Linked DNA regions of Mus musculus: region 1 is linked to region 2. Evidence: chromatin contacts called from public promoter capture Hi-C data. All regions are on one chromosome and are shown on one strand. Each heading gives the region's core, a stretch centred on a gene start, on an enhancer-like site or on the middle of the called end of the contact. The rest is flanking DNA. Distances are from core to core; before and after follow the strand shown. Region 1 holds the start of Cgn (cingulin). Region 2 holds the start of Tuft1 (tuftelin 1).

The links. Promoter capture Hi-C pulls out the DNA fragments that hold promoters and counts their contacts.
Region 1: a contact with region 2 is called in a promoter capture Hi-C map of embryonic stem cells, with 4 times the contacts expected there. The contact joins the promoter of Cgn here to the promoter of Tuft1 in region 2. A contact is called at or near these places in 17 of 39 promoter capture datasets (the 3T3-L1 cell line, 3T3-L1-derived adipocytes, the HPC-7 cell line and 10 more), 3 of 115 datasets of contacts at active chromatin or transcription factors (embryonic stem cells and stem cell-derived neural progenitor cells) and 3 of 9 other capture datasets (liver, macrophages and pancreatic islet).

Annotation. Positions count from the first base shown.
Region 1 is chr3:94,782,670-94,787,768 of GRCm38.p6, reverse strand. Cgn (cingulin) reads left to right here and starts at 1,287. Exons shown (of 21, transcript NM_001037711.3): 1 at 1,287-1,393.
Region 2 is chr3:94,655,681-94,660,580 of GRCm38.p6, reverse strand. It overlaps Tuft1 (tuftelin 1), which reads left to right and starts at 1,709. Exons shown (of 13, transcript NM_011656.3): 1 at 1,709-1,856. The coding sequence starts at 1,797.

The DNA of each region.
Region 1 (5,099 bases), core at 38-2,537, 130 kb before region 2:
TCTCTCTCTCTCTCTCTCTCGCTCTCTCTCCCCCTCTCTCTCCCTCTCTCTCCCTCCCTCCTTGTTCCTCCTTAAGGGCTGTATCCCTCATAGAAGGCTTCTCATGGAATGCGGAGACCTAGCAACCCAGCTACAGAACAGGTAGGTGGACTTTCCCCTCCAGGGTCCACGCCCAGCATCTGAAGGCTGGGGGAGGGGAAGGGAATGATCTCCAGCTAACGCCACAGAAATGCTGGCTGTAGGGAAGATTCCTCTTCAAATCTAAATATATTACAATAAATATTTACTGAACAAATAAAGGAGAGAACTATTCAGAGGCCAGCAAGGTAAGCTAAGCCAATCTTCTTTTAACATACCTCAGCGATTGACACTAGGAGCCAGCTTTAATGTTACCTGCCTCAGTCTGCACGCAAAGCACCCCAGAGTCTTTTCGGTGTAGTGGGACCAAAAGCCCTACTTGACAGGCTTTCAGAAAAGATGGATTTACAATCTGTAGTTGAGCTCCTTTCTGCTTATAAAGCTTATTCTGATGCGTGTAAATTTACAGCACTCGGTTCCCAAGTCATTCATTCTACACATTTTATTAAGAGCCAACTATGTGCTGACCTCTGTTATAGGCGTTTGAGATGAAGCGTACAAAACAAAAGAAAATGAAGATCTCGGCTCTGGCCGAGATTTTCATAGGGAGATAAAATGAAAATGATTTTTAGGGTGATGTAAATTGGGTGATTACATCTTCCAAAGAAAAAGGGTGCAAAATGATTATGGAGGCCAGGAGCCCGAGGATGAGAATCCACGACTGAGATTTTGGTTCGGATTGCCGATAAGGCAGGCGAGCAGAGATGCAGAACGCGCTGACATCGGGAGACTACGAAGAAATTTTCTGCGGAAAGCGACAGAACTGTATTCTGGCTTATGCGGAGGCAGATGAAGGGCAGAAAGGGCTGTGAACCGAGATTTGCTTTGAGAAGAGCACGAGGAAGGCACTTCCCACAGAACCCAGGGGATGCTCTGGCGCTAAGCTACGCGGGTCCGCAGAGCCCCGACGCCCCCAAAATGGCCTCTTAGGTCCCCCGGTGCCCCGCCCTCGCCCCACCAGTCCACGTGACCCCACCGCCCCTCCCGTCCACCGGGCTGGGGACCCCGGTTCTGGGTTCCCGCGGTGTCTGCTCCGCCCCTTGCGGGAAACTGACCAATAGAAGAAGGGGTGAGGCGGGGCGGGAGGTGACGGCCAATGGGGCGGAGCTCCTGGGGAGTAACAGGTTGGTGGGCGGGGGAAAGGAGGGAGCTCAGAGCTCGGAGGGGCTGGGCTGCAGCAGCGCGTGTAGCTCGGCTGGTCGGAGCGCGATCCCCTGCGGGGTGTGTGAATCCGGGAGCACTGATCTGGACCGGGGTGAGTGAATCTGTCTGGAGCGAGGACACCTGCGATGCGAGTGGGTCCTCAGGAGTATGCTCGAGGGCCGGAGTAGAGGCATCAAATGCCCTCCTCCTGGGCACAGGTGCTGAGTTTAGCAGGAAGGGCGGTCAGAGTGCGGTGGCAGAGCTAAGAGCTAACCCCTACTCCACGGTGTCAGAAGCGAGTGGCTGGGAAGGTGCCAGGTGTGAGGCACCTGAGGGTTAGGTTATTCCCAGGGCATGCATGCATTTCAGCGCTACAATCTCTGGAGGTCAGGCGCCAGCCCTTGGGGCAGAATTTCTCTTGGAGACCAGCATGGGGGCGGGGGAGGGTTCATCCTATTGGAGCAAATGGAAGTGCCGCCAGAGGTTCAGAGACTGAAGTGGTGATATCCGCATGTGCTGGTTTTGGGGGTAACTACCCCCTCCCCGCCCCCGTCAGTCCTTACTGGTCTCTGACACTCTCCTTCTGGCTTTGGAAATGCTGAGGTGTGGGGTCATTCCCTGACCATTTGCCTACAGGTGAAAGCAGTTGCCAGTAAGACACTAAGGTCAGAATACGAGGGCACCCATCTCTTTCCTAGGTGTGAGATTATTTAAGGCTGTTTCTTTCTTTGCTTTCATGCCAGGGAAATTTTTTCCTTCTTCCTCTAGAAAGAACTGTGTGTATTCTACAAGAGAGGGGAATGGGAATGGAGAAGCATAAATCCCTCGACCCACATACTAGCTGAAAATGTTTGCTTTCTCGGGGATGTGAAACGAGGATTGATACTGGGTTTCATATGGCCCATGCTGGCCTTGAATTTGCCATAGCCCATGCTGGACTTGAACTTGCTGTACAGCTGAGGCTGACCTTGAACTGGTGGGCTGCCTTCCGCTCCCAGTGCCTGGATTACAGGTTCATATCACCACACCCACCTAGAAATAGTCTTCTTTCTTGAGGCTGATGTAAAAATTTTTCCTTCCAGCAAATACATATTTCCTTCTTTTTTTCTGTTACAAAGTAGTCTCTTTGTATATTTTTTAAAAAGATTTATTTATTTATTTATTTTATGTATATGAGTATACTGTAGCTGTACAGAAGGTTGTGAGCCACCATGTGGTTGCTGGGATTTGAACTCAGGACCTTTGGAAGAACAGTCTTAACCGCTGAGCCATCTCTCCAGCCCTATATTTCCTTCTTTTTCTCTAGTTCTAGATTGGGGGACACTGGTGAGATCTGGAAGTGCAGCTAATTTCCTTGACCCTTCCCAGAATCCTCTTGATTCCCTGAAATCCTAGTTGGCATCCTTGATTCACGATCTTTGATAGACTAGAGTACTTACTAGTGGTGCAGAAACATAGGCAGAACTCCCTAGGAGACCAAAAGACTAGGGGACTTACACCTCCACATTCCCAGGCCACAGACGAGGTATACGTTGGGCACCAGACAACTTCTGAGGTGAATTTCCTTGCCGTAGGCAGCGGTGAAGCAGAGTCAACCTTAGCTTGGCCCCTTTGATGCTCTGTCTGAAGACAGTTGCTGTAATTGGGAAATAATTAGCAACCGCTATGTTTGTAGACAAAGCTGCCTACGTGTTCCTTTCATCCTGGGTATTTGGGAGTATGGGTCTTGCTCTGGGGCCTGCCCATTCAGAGATTTGCCTGATTCTAAGAGGATTCTGGCTTCCTGTGGTTCTCAGGCTGGCTTGCCTGCCTTTACCCTTGTGGGAGAAGAGGGGGGTAGAGCTGCTTCTCTTTGTACCAGGGAGGGGAGAACCAAGGACCTGGGAGCTGACAGAGGTAAGTGGAAGACCAGGAATGCCACTTTGGGAACTTGAGAGGGAGTGGTGGAGGGAGACAAAGTTCCTGTCACACTCTGGCTTGTCACCAAGTTCTTTGTGCATCTGTAACTCCTGTCTCCTCCTCCCCACCTCCCGCCACCTCCTCCAGAGGAGCCTCGGCCTTGGCATATAGGCAGGACAGAGCTTCCACTCTTGGTCTTGTTCCTCTGCCTTTGGTGGGAACCTCTCTGGTCTGCTTTGCAAGGTTCCAACGTAGCCTTCCCGGCCCTCCCTTCTCTTTGCCTCTCAAACCAGTCCAGCGAGTTTGTAAGGGCCCAGTTCTTCATTGTGTTTTTTTACCCCCACTGGCCAAGCAGCTCTAGTTTGGCTCTCAGGTTTCTGCTTTTTCAGTGACTATGGTCTAGAGTCCACTTGGGGAGTTCTGTTTGGGCCTAAAGGAGCCTTCTTATCAAATGATAATGTCACTGAGCGTTCCGTTTTTATTTTGATCATTTATTTGCTTTCTTGTTACCACTGAGATTGCTGTTTTGTTTTGTTGTTGTTTGTTTTGCTTTTTTTTTTTTTTCAGTTTTTTTACTTTCTAAATGTTCCAGTTATTCAGTATCCAGCATATCTATTCAGTATCCAGCATACCGCCTGGCCCTGTGTCTATCAGCCCTTCCTCCATACACCTGAAACCGCCCCACCCCCAACCCCCACCTACTTCCTGCTAGAAGTCCAGGGACCCTGTCACTCCTAGTTGGAAGCCAGATGCGTATGGCTGGGCCAGAGGTGATGGAATTGGGGCAGGGCAGGCTAATGAGTAACTCAGGAAGAAGTGGCTGTCTGGTACAGGTGTAGTGTCCTTTCTCCCTGTGTTCAGGCAGAAATGGCAGAGGCAGACAGATGGCGCTGAATTAACGTCTGTCCTGGGCTTTTCCCAGAGTACAGTTGGTGAGAAATGCCCTGGGCATGTGCCAGGGAGGGAAAAGAGGGTCAGGCAGGCATCTGGTGAGAGCCCAAGCCCTGGACTTCACATTGTTGGTCTTGATCATTGTTTACCTGCCTAGAGCTTATGCAAGGCCTCAGAGCTGCCCTGTTCTCTTGGCCCCACCCCACTGTCCTCTGTAACTGAAGGCGGGTAGGTTTCGGGTTTTCCATGTTGAATCATTTAGAGCTCTATTTTCTGACCCACCCTAAAGATCTCTCAGTCCTGTCCCCTGACCCAAAGGTCGTGGAACGGATAGTGATTGAGGCTGGGGGAAGGGGGTCTTTGGAACCTAGGGGAATCATGGGTAGCACCCAGGCATTGTCTGGCCCTCTGGCCCAAAGGGTTGGGCACTTTGCTGTGCCTACACAGGAGCTCCATGACCTGATCTGGAAGATCTGCAGATATCCTGACAGGGCAGAACTTTATCATGAATAAATCATGTGATTCTTGAGAGCTGGCAGTTTAGGTACACCTGATTATAAGATCAGGACCGAATAGGGCAGAGAGTCCAGACCAGGAAGCTGTTACTAAGGCACAAAGAATGCTGTGAGTGAGGCGTCCGCGGGCATAACTTTCTGCTGCTGGGAGAGTCTGCCTTGGTTTGGGATACAGCCTTTAAAAAGTATTTATTTGTATACCCCATGCTCCAGGCAGAGGCCAGCTAGGAGGCTTGGTCTTTGTCCTGGAGGAGTTTATTGTCTGGTGGAGGAGACAGAAAACAGTCTATTAAGTAAATGTGTGGAGGTAAACTGAGGTAAACCTGCTGGGAGTATATGCAAATGATGGAAGCTTTGCAGGAAATGGTCTGCTTTTCCCAGAGAGACAAGCACCACGCTGCCTTCTTCTCTCTTTCTTTCGGCTATCTATTGAAGCTTGGGTGGGCTTTCCCATATACCCTGGGCATTTTATTTTCCTCCGAAGTCCTCCTCCCTTCTGCCATGTGGTTGGAT
Region 2 (4,900 bases), core at 460-2,959:
TCTTGTCTTCATTTTTCTGGTTAATTTGAAGGCCTACTCCAAAAGTTTTTTTTTCTTTTCTCTCTTTTTTTTAACGTGTGTGTGTGTGTGTGTGTGTGTGTGTGTGTGTGTGTACACATGTGAATACTACATTTGTAGAGGTCAGAAAACAACTTTTGAGATAGAACATCTTTTCTCATTTTCCACAGTGTGAATCCTGGGATTGAACACAAGTGGTCAGGAGGCTTGGCCACAGGCACCTTTCCCTGCCAAGTAGATCCTATTCCAAGAGTCCTTGAAACTGTACATTAAAATGAGGCTTTAGCTCATTTTTTAGAGGTCTCTTGTGGCTGATCAGGCATCTAGGAAACAGACTACTTGTAGTAGAACCATCCTGTCCTAAGAAGCTCTGGGAATAGCTTATACAGAGTGCTGTATGAGTTACTTGTCTGCTGCTGTAATAGAAAACAACAGTCAAGACAGGTTAAATAAAGAGGTGTGTATTTGAGCCTACAGTTCCAGAGGGGTAAGAGGTCATCGCCATCATGGTAGAAAGGTGATAGCTGAGATCTCAAACCACAAGCAGGAAGCAGAGAGCAAAGTAGGAATGGTGGGAGTCTTTGAACTCTCAAAGCCTGCCCCAGTGACTTGGTTGTCCAGCGAAACTACATTTCCGCAATCCCCCAATTAGTACCTCCAACTGGAAACCAGGTATTCAAATGACCGAGCCTGGTGGGGGGGGGGGGGGCTTTCCCAGTCAAAGAACCACAAATGCCTTTTTTGAGGATAGAGAAAGGACCAGAATTGAGTTTTTCTCCTATTCTGGTCACTGATGTCCCTAGTGATTATCTTCCAGGTATAGACAGAGCTTTGTATCCATTCATCACTGGCAAGTGACTCAGAGTCCAGTCTAGTCCCCGCCCACCTCGTTTCCCCACACCCACCCTAACACTTTAAGGACCTAGATGTTCACCAAAACGAATTGCTACCTCTAGTGGTACTGCCTATTCAATCGGATTAGACCTTACACACCGCGCCTGCTGTCCCTGTGACCATCACACAGTGAGATAGCCTTCTACCAGAGGTCAGCCCTCAAGATCCCAGCCTAAGCTTGGGAAGCAACTGCCTTTGGTGCCACTAAGACTCTTTCTCTAGGGTGCAAATTCCTTTTAAGGTCATGTGTCCCGCCTCTCCCTACCATATAAGTCTAGTTTCTGCAAAGCAAGCCCCACCCAGAGCTTAGCTGGCTTTGACTTCGACCTGGGCTACTTGCCAGGAAAAAGCACCTGCCAGACTGGCTTAGACTAGTCCGAGTGAGCTGGTCTTTGGTGCCTGCCTTTCTACCTGTGTGGTAGAACTCTGAGGAAAGATGTACTCAGCTCTAAAAAGCCTACAGGCTGGCTTACATTTCAGGAAAGACCACAGAAGCTTGTGCAAGCCCCAACTCAGACGACCAGACCGATTCTTTCCCGCACCGAACCTGGAAAACTGAAAGGAAAAAGACCAATGAGATACCACAAGATACCTTGTCGTACCCTTAGTAAAATTCCTAAGCGGTCACCCGACCTTCACTCCCAAGCCTCACCTTTACGTAAATCGTCCATAGCACGGGTAGGCGAGTCCTGAAGCCTCTTGGCACCGCCCACCTCTCGCTTCCGCTCTACCTCATTGATAAATACCGCCCTGGGCGTGGCCCATCTTCAGCCCCGCCCCCGACGCGCCTATACTAGGGGGCGGTTCCGCGCGCGCACCCGCCTGCCGGCCTAGTTTCCCCGGGACCTCGGAGTTGAGGAAGCTCATACGACCTCCGCGTGAAGATGAACGGGACGCGGAACTGGTGTACCTTGGTGGACGTGCACCCGGAGAGCCAGACCGCGGTAGGTCGTCACCTTCACCCCGCCTTCCCACTCAGGCACAGTGGCTTTCCAGCTCCGCCGCTCGCGTGCCTCAGGCTCAGGTAGCCCATTTCACCTGACGCCGGGCTCAGTGCGGTCAGCCCCGCGTCGCTCCGTGGGCTTTTTCCTTTGCCCTGTGGCGGACTGTGGAGTGGGAAGCACAGGACGAAACACTGGCAGCTCCAGGGCTGGGGAGGTCCTGTCCTTGGCGCGGACACTGTAGCCCCGGCTCGGGCATGGGGCGCGTTACTCAGGCGTCTCGTGGGCAGCTAGATTGGGTCGTGGAAGACGCTCGAGGGACCGGATCCCTGCGCTGTTTCGGACGTTGCGCCGGCCCAGGTGGGTTACGCCTTTTCGCGTTTCCCGATGGCCTCAGAACCCCTTCAAAGACTTCTGTGATGGCGATCCTTTTACTAGGAAAGGGGGCAGAGGGTCGAATCCTAGGAGAGAGGGGAGAGCATGAGTGGGCGGGATAGGTCTCAGACAACTACGGAATTGGTACCAGATTCTACCTTTCGCCCAGAGGATTTATGGAGCTCTCCGCTCGACGGTCACCTCTTTTGGATTTCTCCTTTTTTTTTTTTTTTAAATCTTGCTTTTCTGGTCCCCAACCCCCTTTCAGCCAGCCAGTAGCTTCCTTGGTTTTGCTTTCATGTCCAGATGCCAAGTCCCTGTAGGGGAATAAGGGGATGCTGCGGAACTCCAGTGGAGAACTGAACCCACCTGGAGTGGGTTAGGGAGAGAGAGGGGGCATTCTCCAGTGCAATCCAGTCTGCCCTGCTCCCTTTATGCCCTCCTCACTCCCTCACTCCCTTTATGCCACCCTCAACTGACCACATATTTTTTTTTCTCTCCAGAGGGAAAGGCCTGTAATTTGATGCTGCATGTTTCTAGTCGTTGCTGGGGGATCCAAATACTCCATAGATCTGTGCTAATTAATTTATTTCCAAGTTGTTGTGGAGAATGAAATGAGAGCCAAAGTGATGGGGAGTTTGCGCCCCCACCCCCCCCATCTGATTCCTATGCGCCTGCCTGTCTCAGCATGTCCTTGAGGCAAAGCTAACCCAGCTACAGCTGGATTATGGCTCTTCAAAGAATTGTTGTAGAATGGGTGCTCATTTGAAGTTCAGAGTACAGCTGATCATTGAAGTCTGTTCACTGTCTCCTTCGACATTTTTGCCTAGAAATATGGAGGTTTCTTTCACATTACAAGTTTTGACATTGCCCAAAGCCCAGCCCACCCCCCAGCCTACCCCAGGTAAGAGAGGTTGACCAAATCAGATAAACAAAACCAAAGTCCAGCCAACAACTAGTCATATCCTATTGTCCCAGCCTCAAGTGCTCCATGCTCTTGGTGCTTTGGAATGGTTGAGTCAGGGAAAGAACATGGAATGAATAAAAGGGGTCATGGGCTTTAAAAAAAAAGAAAGAGGAAGAAGAATCATTTATTGTATTTTTATGCATACACTGTAGCTGTCCTCAAACACATCAGAAGAAGGCGTCAGATCCCATTACATATGGTTGTAAGCCACCATGTGTTTGCTGGGAATTGAACTCAGAACCTCTGGAAGAGCAGACAGTTCTCTTAACCACTGAGCCATCTCTCTAGACCCATGAGCTTCTTTTAGACGTAGAAAAAAGACCCACCTCATATAGAAGAAGGATCTTTAAAACCACAATCCTGGCAGTACAGAGAAGGATATGTCACCCGTTGCTGTCCCTTGATGCTTTTCTTTCTTGTTTGTTGGGACAGAAAGCAGAGGTAGAAAATAGCAATATGTCAGAGGGGAGACAGACTAGACTTGTGACTTATTTTATGGCTGGGCGGTGGTGGCGCACACCTTTAATCCCAGCACTTGGGAGGCAGAGGCAGGTGGATTTCTGAGTTTGAGGCCAGCCTGGTCTACAGAGTGAGTTCCAGGACAGCCAAGGCTACACAGAGAAACCATGTCTTGGGAAAAAAACAAAAGAGGGAGATAGAGAGACTTATTTTATTATAAAGCCAGGAGTGAAATAACCCTTGCCTGGTTTACTCTTGGAGACATTCCTGGGCTCATGAGGAAGGGCAGAGAGTAAACAATCAGTCAGTCAGGAGGCAGGCTTTGTCCTGGATTCTTCTCCTCTGAGCCAACCTGTAAATAAAATTTATGGCTCTGGACAGTCCCTGGGAACCTGTCATGTCGTCAGTCATGTACTCATACCATTGAGCATGCTCAGTGAGGGTGCAAAAGCTGTGAGCAAGGAAACGATTCAACTGATTTATGTGGTGCTGGGAGTTGAACCCAGGTCTTTGGCCACACCAGACAAGCATTTGTCTAACTGAGCTACATCCCCAACTCTATCTTTGTTTATTGGGAGTGCCTTTTTCTTCCGTAATCAGCTGTTTTTATTCCTGTTACTAAGAAACAAACAAAAACATAGTGGAAAAGCTGGGCATAGTGGTAAAAGCCTTTAATCCCAGAACTTGGAGGGCAGAAGTTGATGGATCTCTGTGAGTTTGAGGCTAGCCTGGTCTACATAGTAAATTTCGGGCCAGCCATGACTACATAGGAAGACTTTATTTCAAAACAAAAACCTTAGTGGAGGAGAAATAGCATTTAAAAAAAATAATAACTAACATGCCAGAGCGATGGCGAGGATAGTCTTTCTGACAAAAGCTTTGTGTCAGCTGTATGTATGTTTAATGGGATTAAAGGTGCAAACCACCTTATCTGGTTGTAAAGTGTATTTTAATGTCAAAAGTATTTGTTTAAAAGTGACATTGGTAAGTTATTGGCATATAAAGTACAAATAAATCTCAAACCCATTAGACAATCCTGTTACCTTCCTTTGGCTAAAGTAAACAGCAGAAAGTAACCTAGCTAGCTAAAGAGGAGTTTACTAGAAGGAAAAGATCAGGGCCTAGAAGTTAAAGGAAAGCTTCAATTAAAAGGTCCGAACCGAGGCAGTCCAGGACAGTAATGTGGATGATCCCTGCTTCTGGATGATTCTGGCCAGTTCAGGTCATTTTGCCATCCTTCTGAGAT